Linked DNA regions of Mus musculus: regions 2 and 3 are each linked to region 1. The links are chromatin contacts, called in public HiChIP or PLAC-seq maps. All regions are on one chromosome and are shown on one strand. The core of a region is the stretch at or near the end of the contact, and the rest is flanking DNA. Distances in the headings are between cores, read along the strand shown.

Evidence for each region. HiChIP or PLAC-seq counts read pairs in DNA pulled down with a chosen protein or histone mark.
Region 2: an HNF4G HiChIP or PLAC-seq map of pancreatic cancer cells shows a contact between it and region 1. The contact joins two enhancer-like sites. A contact is called at or near these places in 2 of 15 datasets of contacts at CTCF or cohesin (large pre-B cells and pro-B cells), 6 of 484 Hi-C or Micro-C datasets (CD8 T cells, the HL-1 cell line, the N1E-115 cell line and 3 more), 3 of 115 datasets of contacts at active chromatin or transcription factors (the NIH/3T3 cell line, embryonic basal ganglia and pancreatic cancer cells) and 1 of 9 other capture datasets (embryonic stem cells).
Region 3: a contact with region 1 is called in an HNF4G HiChIP or PLAC-seq map of pancreatic cancer cells. The contact joins two enhancer-like sites. A contact is called at or near these places in 1 of 484 Hi-C or Micro-C datasets (the N1E-115 cell line) and 1 of 115 datasets of contacts at active chromatin or transcription factors (pancreatic cancer cells).

The regions. Positions count from the first base shown.
Region 1 is chr2:34,029,805-34,032,682 of GRCm38.p6, reverse strand. It overlaps C230014O12Rik (RIKEN cDNA C230014O12 gene), which reads left to right. Exons shown (of 4, transcript NR_130173.1): 2 at 1,158-1,237. Among named protein-coding and RNA genes, the nearest start is that of Gm39793, 69 kb to the right of the region's middle. Within about 2 kb of position 1,617, at least 36 of the 459 cell types and tissues checked have an H3K27ac peak or open chromatin away from gene starts, as enhancers often do. A contact at or near this core is called in pancreatic cancer cells, where this site is marked.
Region 2 is chr2:34,545,320-34,548,204 of GRCm38.p6, reverse strand. All of the region lies in intron 7 of Mapkap1 (mitogen-activated protein kinase associated protein 1), which reads right to left. Among named protein-coding and RNA genes, the nearest start is that of Gm34178, 28 kb to the left of the region's middle. Within about 2 kb of position 1,609, at least 44 of the 459 cell types and tissues checked have an H3K27ac peak or open chromatin away from gene starts, as enhancers often do. A contact at or near this core is called in pancreatic cancer cells, where this site is marked.
Region 3 is chr2:34,608,198-34,611,222 of GRCm38.p6, reverse strand. The region is part of intron 10 of Mapkap1 (mitogen-activated protein kinase associated protein 1); the gene reads right to left. Among named protein-coding and RNA genes, the nearest start is that of Gm34372, 29 kb to the left of the region's middle. Within about 2 kb of position 1,507, at least 48 of the 459 cell types and tissues checked have an H3K27ac peak or open chromatin away from gene starts, as enhancers often do. A contact at or near this core is called in pancreatic cancer cells, where this site is marked.

The DNA of each region.
Region 1 (2,878 bases), core at 368-2,867:
CCTGTGCTGTGTGAGATGCATGTAGCTGTCAGTGTTCATATGTGTTCATTTGCTTGGTAAAGGTCAAGGTAGAGACTCTCTCTGCCCGCCTTGGCCCTGAGAGCCTACTCCTTATGTAGGCTCTTCATCCACACGGAGTGGCCTAGACGCCGCAATGGCTTTCTTAGAGGGAAGATCACTTCTCATGGCTTCTCTGCCAAGGGTACCCTTCCACATCTGCCTGGATAGAGTACTACTCAAAGAGAGGGCATAGACTCCATAGCCGCCTCTCTTCCTATCCTCATTCATAGTACTCATATACTCTTGGCCTATTGCCACATCTGAAAGGAGGTCTTGGGTGCTCGGGACCCTCAGATCTTGTGAAGATGTAGTCATGGGATGAATGTACTGTATCATCTTTACCACTCCTTTTTGGTCCTGGGTAGATTACACTGGGAATGGTGTGTGTGTGTGTGTGTGTGTGTGTGTGTGTGTGTTATGCCTATATGTGGGATGTGGTACAAGCATGCGTGAATGTATGTGGACACCAGAGGAGGGTGTCAGGAGTCCTGCTCCATCATCCTATGCCTTAGTCCCCTGAGACAGGCTCTCTCACTGAAGCTGGATTTAGGCTGGTGGCCAGTGAGCCCCAGGGATCCTGCCTCCATCTCCAACAATGTCGGGGGTGCAGATGCACACACAACCACGATCAGCAATTTATACAGGTTCTGGAGTTTTGAACTCAGATCCTCTTGCTTGCAAAGCAAGCACCTTTACCCATGGAGCCATCTTCACTGCCCGGAAGTATATTTATTCAGGTCTGGAGTTCTATGGTGGAGACAAGCCATGGTGCTGCGGCAGTGAGCAGTCAATCCTCTCACATCGAAAGGTCAGTTCCATCTGTACAGAGAAGTTTCCTGGGGTTTTCCAGGGCTGCAGGCATCACAAAGGTGTGGAGCCCTTGTCTTGGCCATAGCTGGACCAGTGAGGCCCTGGCTAGTCACCTCCCCAAGCCGCTCTGCACCATCCCCCCACCCCATCCCCCACTCCCGCCCTCCCTGTCTGGCTGTGAACCAGGAAATGGATTTCAACTTCACCTCCTCCCCAGATAGATCAAACATCTTAAGTGAGATTATTCACGGCCCTCCATTGTTTCTAACTCATTTCCTATTTTCCAGTTGAAGAACCTGCCAGAAGCGCTCCGTGGCAGAGATTAAAACAATTTCAGAAGCAGGCACCCAGCGCTTCTCTTTGGATGGTAAGCAAATTGGATGTCTGTGAGAGGCAGGCAAATTTTATTATCAACACATAGTTTGCTACTTAAGTATCCTTAAGACCCCGGGTACTGAAGAGTCCTCGGCAGGAGGGCTCCTGAGAGGGAGGCAAGATGGGGGGCGGGAGGAGACCCCCAACCGGGCCCCTTCAGGCCCAGGCACAGTGGGGAGCTGTCAGACCCTCAGGAGCAGACAAACCCACCCACGTCATTCTCTTTCCCAACTAGGCGCCGGCTTGGCTCTCAGAATGCATTTTTCTGAGTGCTTTGACCTGTTCGCCCACAAAGACACTGACTAAGAGAAGGAAGGCGCGTGTGTGATCTCACACAGCAAATACAGTGAGTCAGAAATAGAATTCGACCCTCACTCATGGCAGCAGATTGATTGCAGAAATGGCTGATTCATCTTCTCCTTGTAGCCTGAGAGTGACAGAGGAGACAGCTCTGGAGGAAGGCCCCTTGTCCCAGTCCAGGATGTCCTTGACTAGCTCTCCAAACTTGTGACGGAAACCAGTTAGCTCTGACCTGACCCTCAGTGGGCTCTGCCAAGGCCGGAAGAGCTACCCCTCTGGCCAGTAAGAATGCTCATAAACAAATGTTTTAAGCAACGGTAAATGACTGGATATGGGTAATTTGTTACCTGGCTACAGCTATCAGATGCAGCCATCTATGTGTGTCCACAGGACGATAGATGCAGGCCTACATTCCCTGCATGGTTCCGGAACCCATACTGACTCTGGCCTGTCGGACAAGGGAGGTTCTGGCTGTTGCTCCTGCTGCTTGTTGCATAAGGAACAGAGAAGAGATGTGCATTACCCTCACATCCTAGGGCTGTCCTGACTTTTCCGTGAGGTTGCTTCCCTTTCGCCAGATTTTCAGTAACAAGGTGTTCATGGGCCGCGCCGCATGCTCAGCCAGGACCCTCATAGCACCCTCAGGTCAATCTTGTGAGGGAGGCATTACTTCACATCTTACAGGTGCAGGAACAGACTCAGCCATGTGTCCTATAGACAGCAGGTGTAGAAATGGGGCTATGTTCAGGGCGACATGTATCTGCACCTACTTGTTGACAAAAAACTTTTCTCAGAGTCTTAGTGAAGGAACACAGAGGCCCTCAGGCAAGCCCTTCTTGATGGTGACCTAACTCATAGTCAGCTCATGTTACAGTCCCTATCTGGATCCCAGTTGGGCACATTCTGGTCGTCAGACTACCCAGAAGAGCTACCTGGGACTACCCAGAACCCCTGGTTACACAGGTGGGATCCTGGTACGGCAGCTACCGCTCTCTCTCCTTAAGGACTTCACTGGACCTCTTTTGGGCCGCAGAGCCCAGAGCTTGTCACTTTATGGTGGTTCCAGCTTCTGAGCTGGCCCCTGTGATTCTCTGGCTTTCCCCAGCTGCTCCCATAGGTGAGCACATGCTTAGGACTCTAGGTGACTTCCCCAGCTCAGCAACATCCCACGGGGCTCTAGACATGGTGCCAAGGAAGAGATGACTAACAAGATCTCTCAGCCAGAGCACAGGCTAGCAAGATCCCTGCTAGAACACAGGCTGGCAAGATTTCAGCTAGAGCCCAGGCTAATAAGATCTCAGCTAAAGCACAGGCAAGCAATCTCACTCTCTGC
Region 2 (2,885 bases), core at 360-2,859, 520 kb before region 1:
TTCCCAGCAACCACATAGTGGCTCACAACCATTTGTAATGAGATCTGATGCCCTCTTCTGGTGTGTCTGAAGACAGCTACAGTGTACTCACATACATAATAAGATAAATAAAAATCTTAAAAAACAAACAAACAAACAAACAAAGGGTGGCCTGGGCCAGCAGCCAGTGAAAAGGCTGCAGGTCATGAGACAGCGTTTTAGTTGATTTTACAAAATGCATCAGTCACCACCTCTGGGCCAACCAAAGTTCTGGCAAACCAAAAGGAAATCATTATTGTTCACAATTAATTTACTTAAGTTCAACATCCCTCTGACAAAGGAAAAGGATCTGATCATACTTGTCTTTAGAAAGGTAGTCATCAACATCTGGCAAGATTATCAGGTTGCCAGTGTCAGTTCCAGATCTGCTGCTGCAAAGCCAAGATGCTACAAGGCTGAGGCTCTGAGACCTGCCAACCTTCCCAGCCACTGAGCCAGGCAGAGTCACTCACTCTTTGGGAGTCTGCCCAGCTCCTACTGCCTGGTCCAGTGCTGGTGGACAGGACAGGGGGCTCATGGAAACAAAGAGAAAGTAAGGGCACGACTGACGCTAGAGAAACACAGACGGACACGTGAAGCTACAAGCAAGAACCACTGTCCTTACATCTTGTTGCTTTACTCTCTTCTTCCCATGCTGCCCAGCACAGCAGAGGCTGCTGGAATACTTACTGAGCACTAAGGATGCTTTTGACAACTGATGCTTGAAAAATCTGTGTGACCCTTCAGTGCGTTTGTTTGTTTTACTTAAATTGTAATTCATCTTAATTCATATTGTTCCACTATTAAATGTAGTACAGGGGAAAACCCAGCACACTCACATTTTGCTATGGTCTGGTATTCCTTTGACTTAGTAGTGACAGTCTCTAGGAATACTGAAGAGCCCCAAGGCCACTCTAGTTCCTCCAGCACTAGAGCTTTACTTGGATCTCACTGGCTTTCCCTGTGGAAAACTAGTTTGATGACAAAATGGCACCCCCACACTTCATCCTGTGACCTAGGGAGTCACAGAGGCAGGTGTGGATGATAGCTGCCTCCTGGTGCAAACCCAATGCTGTTGGCCTGAATTTAAACTATCGTTGTCTCTAGACATTATCACAATAAGAAAAAGACAGCCTCACTGACTAGCTCTTGCTTGGGTTTCTGAGACTCACAGAGCCCAGGCTGGCACTGAAGTCCTTATCCTTTTGCTCCTCTCTCTCAAGTGTTGGGATATCAGCTTCTTTTCCCCTACAGCATCACACTCCTATTCTAGAAGGAAGTAGATTGATCTTTCTAGGGGAGGGGTGTACACATGTCTCCACTGAGCTAGCTATGTGTCCTGAAACGAACCCAGTACTGAGGACACACCTTTCCACAGCAATCACAGGTACATGGTAGAAAGTTCTTTCAGCTGCAACTGACCGAAAAGGAAGAGCTCTGCTGTCATATTGCAGCTGCTGAAAACTTCCTTCTGAGCTGCTTATGGAGGAAAATGGCTCTTGTGTCAGGCCTCTGCAAGCAGTGGAACACTGTGGAGGATGCTTGGCTGGTCTCGGAGAAGTCTGCTGGGGTGGGCTAACTCTTGTAAAGGAGTGGTTTTATGCAAAGTAGCTAACACAATCTTGGCAGAGGAAGAATTCTTCCAGCTGGCAAGAGGATCCACAGAAGGCTGGCATGCCTGTAGAAAGGGTCTTCTGCTTGTGCTGGGTGGGGTAAGACTCATACTCTTCCCAGAGACAGACACAGCACCCCGAGCCTCTTTGCTTGTAGTAATCCTACAGTCATTCTCATGATATCCTCTTCATGCAGCCGTTCCTGAGAAGCAGCAGCAAAGTGCTAAACCTCTCTCTACCACAGAAACATGCAAATGCCACTTGTAAATAAGTAAGTTCCTTGGCAGCACCCTTCTGCTGGCTTTACCTCCAGACTCTCTGGCACAGGAAGCTGATGACATAAGCTGTGTGACAAAGGAGTCTTGTGATATCAATCCTCCTCTATCATGGCATGGGCATCCTTGTTAGGAAAGCAGCTGTTTCTTGGAAACGGTGCTTCCAGCAGCCTCAAGTTCAAGTGCAATACAAGGCTCCTTCTATATCACATTAAGTTTCCTACAGACTTAACTTGCTGGAAACATAAAGTTATAGGCAAAAGCCAGGTCAATGAATGGAAACAAAGTAAAGCAACACCTCCAGAGAAACTTAGGCCCAAGGGTGATGACAACACGTGACTTCCACTGAGTTCTCTGTATAGATTAAATATCTTATAAGCACCCGGCAATCCTACAACCTTTTCAGAGCCTGTGACTGAGGCTGCAAGGGGTTCATGACTTGTCTCATTTTACAGCTTATCAGAGGTGCTGCTGAGGACTCAGGGTGATTTATTTCCAAAGTCTAGGTTTTTCCTACAGCATCACACTCCCATTCTAGAAGGAAGCAGATTGATCTTTCTAGGGGAGGGGTGTACACATGTCTCCACTGAGCTAGCTATGTGTCCTGAAATGAACCCAGTACTGAGGACACACCTTGTAGTCGTGAACAGGACAATACAGGGACCCATGAGTTTAGGTCTCAGGTTATTCATTACTACTGTGTAGCCTCTCTTAGCTCTAGTGTCACTCCATATATAAAATGAAACTAACAGCCAACTAAAATATGTGTTTGAAAAGTGCTGATGTAAGTGGTAATAATTATTATCAATCTGTAACTTTACATGGAAAGTTAAAGCCACGGGTAAATGAAAGAAGGAAACCATGACCTCAAATGTTATTTAACATATTATGTATAGAAAAATAAAATATCCCACACTACTGGGTATCTTCCCGTGCTGCTTTCTGTCTTATTGGCTTGAAAGTCTCCCACTACCCCAGA
Region 3 (3,025 bases), core at 258-2,757, 580 kb before region 1:
TTAAGAAAATCAAGTAATTTGCCAAAGCTTCAGGGTTGGAGAATCAGTTTGTTAGTTGTTCCTTCAAATGAAAATATGTCCCATGGAATAAATGGCTAGTTCAGCTAGCAACTCAAAACAGCTGGACAAGTGCTTTTCCTTGGTGCAATGGCTGTCTCCAGGGACTTCAGGAAATGAACTAAGAATGGTGATAAAGTTGCCTAGAGAGCATAAGGCTCTGTGTTTAATCCCCAGTAACACAAAAAGAAACAACAACATCAAAACAAGTAATAGTTTAGGAGCACTTTGAATGATTCTCCTTGTGTTTACACTTTCTTTTTTTTTTTTTTTAAAGATTTATTTATTTATTATATGTAAGTACACTGTAGCTGTCTTCAGACGCACCAGAAGAGGGAGTCAGATCTCATTACGGATGGTTGTGAGCCACCATGTGGTTGCTGGGATTTGAACTCAGGACCTTTGGAAGAGCAGTCGGGTGCTCTTACCAGCTGAGCCATCTCACCAGCCCGTGTTTACACTTTCAATACTCCTTTCTATTTTAAGCATTAAAATCCCATATTATGTACTTTTTCTCCAGTAAGAGGAAATGAGAAGTTACACACTTAAAAAAAGTGTGCATGTGTATGTGTGTGTGCTTGTGTATATGTGTGTGTGCGCTTATGTGCGTCTATGTCCATACTTGATGTGGAGGCAGAGGATACCAGGTGCCTTGCTTGTTCACTGTCATATTCCCCTGAACCAGGGTCTCTCCATGGGTCTGGAGCTTGCCTCTATGGTGCAGGTGCACATGCAACCATCCACTCTTCCCCATAAGCCCTTTGCCTGCCTGGAAGGATTACTTTATCACGCTCCTATGTGGAAACTCGGAACAGCATGGTTTCCTCAAGTCCATACAAGGCTCCAAGCTTGGAACAAAACGGTTTTATACTTCTGTGCCTTGCCTTAGGCCCCACCCTCCCTTGGATTTTGGGGAGACTCATGGAGCCCAGACTGGCCTCTAATTCACTGTGTAGTCAAAGATGGCACTGAGTTCCTGCTCCTCCTGTCCCTGCCTTCTGGGTGCTGGTCCCCATACCTGAGTTACCACACTGGGCTGTCTCCTGCTTTCTCTACTTGTCAATTTGACTTTATTCTGTGATCAACTCCTGGCAGGTCTCCCCATCCTCCTCTTTATTATTTAACTACTTACTTTCTCTTCTGTGCTAACTTCCTGCATTTAACAAGATTTAGAGGAAAATCTAGGCACCCAAGCATGGTCGAAATTTGTTAGAAAATCACTCCCTAGAACAGTGGGTCTCAACCTTCCTAATGCTGTGGCCCTTTAATATAGCTCCTCACGTTGTAGTGATCCCTGACCATAACATTATTTTTGCTGCTACTTCATAACTATAATTTTGCTACTGTTATGAGTTGTAATATAAATATTTTTGAGGATAACGGTTTGCCAAAGGGGTGTGACTCACAGGCTGGGAACCGCTACACTAGGCTGAGTCACGAGACTTCCATGGGAAGTCCTTAGCTGAGTCAGTAGCACAAGCAGGACAGAACCTTTGTTCCTACTTCTGTGTAGCCCCAGGCCACTCACTTCCAGAATGAACTATTTGTCACCACAAGATAAAGTCCAACAAACCTAGGGCTCTATAGCATGTAGACACATCCCAGAGTTGCTACAAGTTAGGAGACATGTGGGAACTCACAGCACTTGCTTGATAGATGAAAGGGTCCCTTTGTCTTTATACTTTCATCTTTTGAGACAAATAAGCTTTTTCTATGAAGAACCAGAGGGCAGATATTTCAGGATTTGTGGAAAAATTAAAAATATATTATAGATACATCGGAACACAGAAAAATGTTTCACTTTTTTTCACAAAATTTAATATATAATAGTGAAGTACACTTGGCCAACTTTTAAGGGGATGTAGCAAGAAAGGATGAAGGTTTTCCCTTTGGGGAGATAATTCACCTAACTACCAGTTAAATTATTGTTCCCAACATGAATTCAAACCATCACCCTAAAAACTGTTTATCTCAGCCTGCCCTCCCACTGCCCACCCCAGCCCAAGGCCTTGCTCCCTCCCTCCAGTTGGCTCATTCTATGCAGGTGCCAGGCACGGGCAGCAGCTTGAGGCTTCTCCCCTGGGGAGAGCTGGGTTCTGCCTCGCGTTTTCTCTCCCCAGCCTTCAGCACTTCTTGCACTGGTTTGGTGGTGACAAACTTCACTTTCTGGCTGTCTGCAATGTCTTTAGTTTACTTTACCCTCAGCTGAGGACCACTTGGGAAAATGCAGACTCTGGGTAGATATTACTTCAGTGTGTTAGAGCCGCCACTTCTTTGTCTTTTGGCTGGCATTGGTTCTGACGGGATGTCGGCGATCATTCCTATCATGGTTCTTCGATGTGCACAGCCGCTTTCTTACGGTGCTTTCAAACTTTTCTCTTTATCACTGGGTCTCAGCAATTTGATTATGATGTGACTTGATGTAGTTTTCTTTGTATTTATCCTGCTTAGCCCTTGCTAGGCTTCCAAGGTTAGTAGTCTGATATTTTAAGTCAGATGCTGAGCAGCTCTTTGTTCCCTGAGACTGCAGCTACAGAGCTGCTGGAGAATATGCTGGGGCTGCTGGCTCTGCTCTCAGCACTGGCTGCAGTCTGAGCCATTTCTATTGCTGTCTTATGGCTCACTCACCATGGCAGGCGGACTCTGAACTATCCCCTGATGATGCTCTCGCCTGATTCTCATGGCTTTATGTAACCCCTTGCTGTTTATGAGATGGCCTTGTGGCTTGCTTCTAATAAACAGGAATACAGAATACTGTGGAGATGGCATTCTGAGTTAGCTCATAAGAGGCTAGGGTTCCTTGCTAGCATTCTCTTTAATGCAGCCCACCATCATCTAGTTAGTTTTTCTATTGTGATAGCCAGGTGACATAGAACTAAAAGCATTTCTGCCAGAGACCATTCAGTGAACTTAAAGCAGATTTTTTTTTGAAGTTTAGTTTTTTCTTTCTTTCTTTTTTTTTTTTTAG